Regions from separate parts of the Mus musculus genome. Here region 1 is linked to region 2. The links are chromatin contacts, called in public Hi-C maps. All regions are on one chromosome and are shown on one strand. The core of a region is the stretch at or near the end of the contact, and the rest is flanking DNA. Distances in the headings are between cores, read along the strand shown. Region 1 holds the start of B230307C23Rik (RIKEN cDNA B230307C23 gene). Region 2 overlaps Prdm15 (PR domain containing 15).

Region 1 (3,496 bases), core at 437-2,936, 190 kb before region 2:
TTAAGTCTCTTTTAGATTCAGGTTCCAGGTTAAGTTCTGAACAATTTAAATATAGACTGGAGACTGCAAGTCTAGCCACTTAGACAGATGGGAAATTTACACAGCAAATATAACCCCGGGATCATTTCTTAAGTACACCAGTGCCCTAACACAGCAGGTTAGTGAGAGTGTCCTGAGTGGAAGGCTCCAGATGATGAAAAACACTGGAAAAGGAAAAGGTAGAAAGTAAAAAAGCTGGGGTGGGGAGGACTTACACAAGCTATGGCTCATGCTAAGTAAGCTTCTAAAGAATACCATCTTGTACACGATTGACATGAGGGAAAGGAAGGAGATGGGAGACATCTATGAAGTCAGGAGAAAGATGAAGAAACTATGAAGTCAGCAGAAGCATCATACAATGGGACACACTCAGGAGAAGTCTAATCAAATAGTTGCTGCACAAGGGGAAACTCAGTGTATCTGAAAAAATTTCTGACCAAGTCTCTCATGGCCTTGGGACTGATAACCACAACCCCGTACGGTGGGAAGAGTTGTGCTCTCAGAATCTGAAGCAACCCCTCCCAAAGGCCCTGGCCCCAGACTATTACCAGCTCTCCCAAGCATATTCCAGGTCTTAGAGAAGAAGCTCTGTTTTATCTCTATACCCAGAGCCTCAGGGAAAGCTCCCAAGGCCTAGGCCCCAAGCTGTGACTGGCTCTGCCAAGCATGTTCCTGGGTTTCATGAGGAGCTATGTCATTCTCCATATATGGAAACCTCAGGGAAAGTGTAACTTAGCACTCAATACAACAGTGTTTTGTTTTGTTTTCTTTTTTACCTTCTCACATGGTTGTCACTAGGCATCATCTCACCCATGTGGCAGAACTATGCTTTTCTCAAGAAGAAAACTGAACCTTTATGCCACACCAGGCCTTACTGTAGATTGTGATCCTGTAAGGCCCCATAGACCAGCCTGTTAGAGGCCTGCTCTTTGATATGAAGATGAACCTAGTGGATGGTAGTAAATCAAGTTTGTTTCCTTTGTTATGGTTTGGTGCCCAATTTCTGGACAATCCGGGTGAATTAACTTGTGTATCCTAGCAACCTAATCTCTAACAGCCCTAGTTAGCACATTACCTATCTGTGGGATGTTTTACATGCAGTCCACCCTCAGATAAATTCTACTTGGAGTGCCTTACTATCTCCTAAGCTTTAGTAAATCCTTTAGATCATTAATCCTGCACTTTTACATCACAGCTTGATATTGGATTGCTACCCAGCACATGAGATGTCTTTTACAACCTCCACAAAATTAACTCCAATGGATTGTCCACCTTAATGGCAAATGGTAAGAACAGAACTTGCAGAAACTAGTACTCTCTGAGTTTGGGATCATGCCAAAGATCTTTCTACACACAGGCCAAATGCTCTGCACAGATGCAGCCCCCACAGTGAAGTTATTCAGAGGCTACAGCTGGGTCCCCCAAGTGGCTAGGACCTCACACGTGGCCGCCGATTCCCATTCAGTCCTGTGAAAGCCCCACCACACCAGCTCGCGCTGCTGAGACCCCTGCTTCTCCCCATTGTTGGCAGTGACCCTGTGCTTACCATGTCGCAACTTCGGAGCTTGCCTGTGCACAATCCACAGCATCCAACCGCAGGAAACGGAGCACGGCACACAGAACCATTCAAGCACTCAACCAGGAAGCGAAACCGACACCACCGCACCCGGAAAACCCGCCTTCTCTTCTGACACGCAGGTCTGCCTGGAGGCTCTGATTGGCCAGTAAGTCTTGAGTGAGTCGAGCACCTCCCTTAGAGTTAGAGTGTGCTGAAGCCACACAGTGTAGAAGTTCTCAGACCAAGCTTCAAATCCAGGGACGACCTTTTCCAGATCTACAGGGATTTTCATTTCTGTAATACTTGTGCCGGTCCTCCAATAGCCTACCCTTCTGTCTCCCCGCACAGCCCCAGGGAGGAACCACCACTGCACCTATCACTGCTCAGCCGCTTGCTCCTCCCCTATGTGAACAGTTGACCCCGTGCTCAGCAAGTCCTTGACTTTTCAGCCTGAGCTTTCCTCACTCAGTAGACTGTTTGCCTTCCTCCTGGAATCAAGGTAGTTAGCTTGCATAGCTCAACTTGCAGTGGAGTTATCAATCTGTCCTACAAGCGGAAGGGTGCCCAGGATATTAACGATTAAAAAGAGATTTGGGGAAACAATAGTTTTGTTGCGGTTGGGATTCAGACCCGGGACCAGCTTCTGATCTGCATATATTTAACACACCAAAGCTGGCTGGGTGGAGCCATCCAGCAGCCGCGGGAGAACTGAGTTTACCTGAAAGGGGTGCTGGAAATGAAAAGATGGGGGTGGGGGGTACGCGAGAGAAGAATGAAGTCAAGACAAAGATTCTGATCAAGACTCAAAGTTTAATAATAGGCTTTACGTTTATAAAGGGAAAAACCACAAAACCCATCCCCTTCTTTAGCTGGAATATGTTGTAGAACAAGGTCAGCACAGGCAGCCAAAACAGCTAAGTTCCCATGGGAACCTGCAACTGCAGCCAAGACACATGTCTCTATCCAGCTTGATAAGGCCTGTCAAGATGAATGTTCAAGGTCTGCTTAGCCTGCTCAAGGCTGGGAAGGTTACAGCTGAACCTCCAGGTTCTCCCAGCTCTCCTCAGTCTCCACCTGTTACATAGCAAAGTTGGCAGACCCCACCTTGTACCCTGAGCTTTCCTGTCTCCAGAAGATCTTCCTATATAATCCTGACAGTTTGTACTCTTTGTCTCTCTGTTTCATTCTCTCTCTCTCTCTCTCTCTCTCTCTCTCTCTCTGCCTCCTCCTTCCTCCTTCTCCTGCCCTTCCCCCTCCTCCCTCCACTTCCCTCTCCATCTCCCTCCCCCCTGCATGCCTTGCTAGCTCCTTCTCCCCACCTCTGCTCCTTATACTCCCATCCCATAACTTCTCTGACCTCCTTGGGACTAGTGAACTCTCTGGTTCCTTGGGATCACTGAATCCACTAGAGAGCTACCCCCAAATAAACCCCCAAATACTCTAATTTCACTTGGGTTGAGTCCTTCATGCTGGGCTTAGGTAAACTGCAGCTACTTTTCAGCTGGTAAGTATGTGAACCCTGGAAGGCAAACAGGAACCAGATAACAAACCCAGTGGAGCACTATGGTTAGCCAACACATCTTCCTCACTGGGAAGCTAAACATTCATACACAGAGGCTTCTGCAAGGCCTCCCCACCCCAGCTTTTGTAACTTTCTGCCTTCTACTTTTCATGTCTTTTTCATCCTCTGGGACTTTGTACTTAGGAACCTGTCACTGATGTTGTTTCAGGACACTGGTGTACTTAAGAAGTAATTCTGGGACTATATTTGCTGTGTGTCTGTCTAATTGGTTAGACATGCAGTCTCCAGTCCATATTTAAATTGTTCAAAAATTAACCTGGGACCTGAACCTAAAAGGGGCTTAAGGGTGACAGCATAGGTGGAAATTAAAATCTATT
Region 2 (3,620 bases), core at 163-2,662:
AACAGCATTGGGAACTTGGAGCGCCACAAACTCATCCACACAGGTAAGATGCTCCTGTTGTGATGATTGGTGCTAGCTCGTCTGCCCCAGCGGCAGGATTCCCCCCATCATTCTCCCTGGCTCCATACACAGACAACCACACCTCGGATGTGTCCCCATCTCTCCAGCTTTCATCCTGGCCTCCCCTGACACTTGCAGCACATCCTTCAGATCCACCTGTGTCCACTCCAGGTCCTCAGGGCCTTCGCATGCCAAAGACTCCCATGTCTGAAAAGGCAGCCCACATAGGCTTCTTGCTGAGACCTCTTTCTGTGCGAGCTAAGGCTTTCAGACACTCCTGTGTTTGTTTATAGGTGTGAAAAGCCACGCCTGTGAGCAGTGTGGGAAGTCCTTTGCCAGGAAGGACATGCTGAAAGAGCACATGCGTGTGCATGACAACATCCGGGAGTACCTGTGCGCCGAGTGTGGGAAAGGTGGGTGTGTACCTAGAGCACCAGAAGGTCCCTCAGGGCCACAGGGTACCCTGGAGTCATAGGACACCCCAAGCCACCAGAGCAAGTTCAGCCTTGCACCCAGCTTGCTTATGATCACTAAAATTCTAGACCTGAACATAGACATAGTCTGTGCATACGGCTGAGGGGGTGGTGCTGCTAGGAGTCATGAGAGTCTTTTTGGCAAAGGAGGTTCAGGGTCCCAGATATAGAAATCTTTCTCAAAATCACATCACTTACCACAAAATCATCCACAAGGCATCTGTATCGCCTGCAGGAAAAGCTGGATGTTCCAAATTGATGACGTTCTATTGTCTAAGACAGGGTCTGTGTAGCCCAGGCTGGCCTCCTGCTCTATGACCTTGAGTACAACCTCTCTTCTCAAGCCCCTTTCTGCCCGGTTCTGCCTAGCTTTCCCTTCTCTTGCCACATACTATGTAGGTTCTCCCATCCCCCAGTCTCACTTAGAACAGAAGCCCTGTGAAACCAGGGAGTTCTGTCTAACATACCACTTGGTCTCTAGTCCCAGGCACACAAATAGTCAGAGCCATAGCAGGTATGAGAACAAATGAGTGAGTGAGTAAGACCATGAATAGGTGTTAGAACTGTGAGGGTGAGGTTTGTACCAACAGACTGCAGTCCTTTGCAAGACAGACAAGCAGTGGCAGAGGACAATACTGTGCCACTGTTTTGAGCAGAGCCTGATGTGATGGAGGCAGGGCCTGAGAGGGATTGAGAACAGTTTGGCTGAATCTCTCATCACCTGTGGTTTTTGTCCTTGGGTGGTGGGAGATATATGGCATTTTTAGTATGAGGATTAGGCAGAGGTGGGAATTAAGGTAAAATTGCTCTTCCATAGTCAGAAAGGCCTGGCACTTAGCCAGCCAGGGACTGGCAGCTGAAAGACATGGTGCGACTCCTGCGCCCTCTGCTGGCTCTAGTTTGACAGGCCCTATGGCCCAGCTGGGTTGTCTGAAGTCTCTCCACACTGAGAGACAGGTAAAGATGTAAGTGGTAACGAAATGGGACGGGGTGAGCAATTGTCCAGCTGAGTTTAGAGCTGAGAGGGGGCTTTGGGCACACTGCGCCCACTCAGTGTGACACCACTGCTGGCTTGTCTACTGGAGGGTCTAAGGACTGCACTCTGCCTGCCCTGATGTTTGAGCACTCTGGGTGTACTGCTGCTGCTAGTGACCACTGCTTTTCACCCAACTAGGTGGTGACTGGTGAGGGTGCTTCACCCTTTCCTCAACATCAGCCTGTAGTCAGTGAGATTTTGGTTGGTTTCAATGTCTAAGATTAGCATCTGGCCAGGCAGTGGTGGCACGCGCCTTTAATCCCAGCACTTGGGAGGCAGAGGCAGGCGGATTTCTTAGTTCGAGGCCAGCCTGGTCTACAGAGTGAGTTCCAGGACAGCCAGGGCCACACAGAGAAACCCTGTCTCGAAAAAAAAAAAAAAAAGAAAAAAGAAAAATACAACCAAAACCAAAAAAGTATCCATCTGGCAAGATGGCTTGGTGAATAGAGGTGCTTCCACATACGTGTAATAAGTGATTCCTGCACCCTGCAGGGTAGCAAGAACTGACTCTGGAGAATTGTCTTCTGATCTTGAATGTTAGCGCCCTCTCACACACACTCATTCATTCTCTTTCTCTCTCTCTCTCTCTCTTCCTCCCTCCTCTCTTTCTCTTTGTCTCTCTCTCTCTCTCACACACACACACTCTCTCTCTTTCTCTCTCACACACACACACATTCTCAAGACAGGGTTTCTCTGTGTAGTCTTGGCTGTTCTAGAACTCTGTAGACCAGGCTGGGCTCAAACTCACAAAGATCCATCTGCTTTTGCCTTCCGAGTGCTGGGATCAAGGCATACACTACCACTGCCCAGCTAAAAATATTTTTTTAAAGAATGGCTTTTCTTTAAAAAAAAAAAATGTAGATCTAGAGTCCTCATCTTAGTTACCATTTATGTCATCGAGATAGACATCCTGTACACATCACTACATCATCTCAGGTGCTGTTGTTGACACACTGCCATTTTAATGTCACAGTAAATCTCTAGTGGCCTTCTAAGGTGGCCTTCTAAAGATTCTGCTCATTCTGTGTCTGGGTTCAGACAGGTGCTTCAGGTGACCTGAGGCAAGTTCTGGGGAGTGTGGCACTCATACTGATCTGCCCCCTGCAGGTATGAAGACCAAGCATGCACTGCGCCACCATATGAAGCTGCACAAAGGCATCAAGGAGTATGAGTGCAAGGAATGTCACCGCAAGTTTGCACAGAAGGTCAACATGCTCAAGCACTACAAACGGCACACAGGTGTCCCAACTCTCCAAAACCAAATAGCCCTAGAGCGAGTTCCTCAGGGTTTTCTCTCTCTGTTCCTAGCCCCAAGCTTGCTATTATCCTGGCTGATGTGGGATGAGGCTGTGCATCTCAGAGCTCCCTTACTTCATGAGCACTGTAACCCTGTGTATACAAGTAAAACCCCACTGCAAATGTCTGCGCCAGAGATCTTTTATGAGTTTGCCAATGGACCCCTGGAAATCGTAGCCACTTACTGGGGCTCTCCATTTCTGCACAGGATCAAAACCCTATGGCATCATCATCAGTGTGAGTTTTTTTTCCATGTCTCTTTAGTGTTTTCCACCCCACTCTGTAGCCCTGGCTGTCCTAGAACTCACTCTGTAGACCAAGCTGGCCTCAAACTCATTAAGATTAGTTTGCCTCTGCCTCCGGAGTGCTAGGATTAAAGGTGTGCACCATTGCTACCACCCCCTACCTGGCATGTTTTTAGTTTTAATAATAGTCATTCTAACTAGGGTGAGCTGGCTCCTCATTGGAGTGTTGGTTTTCTTTTTCTTTCTTTTTTCTTTTTTTTTTTTTTTCATAGTGAAAATTTTATTTTCAATTATCTGGTGTCAGTCAAGGATGCCCACATATCAGCTCTCTCAAGGTGGCTGTTAGGAGCTCCATTAGTGCTTTCAAAGTCAGCATTCCCCCTGAAGTTAGTGTTGGTTTTCATTTCCGTGGTGACTGATGGTAATGAGCAGTTTTCTTATATTTGTGTCTATTATAATCATTTCTGATTTTTAGCTTGGATTGCTTGTTTCTAAAATGTTGGCTTGTTA

Evidence for each region. A called contact is a pair of places that touch in the nucleus more often than the background predicts.
Region 1: a Hi-C map of Th1 cells shows a contact between it and region 2, with 4 times the contacts expected there. The contact joins the promoter of B230307C23Rik here to the enhancer-like site in region 2. A contact is called at or near these places in 1 of 15 datasets of contacts at CTCF or cohesin (pro-B cells), 19 of 484 Hi-C or Micro-C datasets (the G1E-ER4 cell line, Th1 cells, adipose-derived mesenchymal stem cells and 13 more), 10 of 115 datasets of contacts at active chromatin or transcription factors (the 230-238 cell line, the HPC-7 cell line, bone marrow-derived dendritic cells and 5 more) and 3 of 9 other capture datasets (adipose tissue, liver and pancreatic islet).

What each region holds. Positions count from the first base shown.
Region 1 is chr16:97,995,526-97,999,021 of GRCm38.p6, reverse strand. It overlaps B230307C23Rik (RIKEN cDNA B230307C23 gene), which reads right to left and starts at 1,686. Exons shown (of 4, transcript NM_001362093.2): 1 at 1,586-1,686. The coding sequence starts at 1,588. C030010L15Rik (a long non-coding RNA gene) reads left to right here. Exons shown (of 5, transcript XR_001781957.2): 3 at 1,235-1,325; 4 at 1,571-2,096.
Region 2 is chr16:97,802,898-97,806,517 of GRCm38.p6, reverse strand. It overlaps Prdm15 (PR domain containing 15), which reads left to right. Exons shown (of 24, transcript NM_144789.2): 17 at 1-43; 18 at 354-473; 19 at 2,677-2,808. Among named protein-coding and RNA genes, the nearest start is that of Ripk4, 41 kb to the right of the region's middle. Within about 2 kb of position 1,412, at least 19 of the 459 cell types and tissues checked have an H3K27ac peak or open chromatin away from gene starts, as enhancers often do. A contact at or near this core is called in Th1 cells, where this site is marked.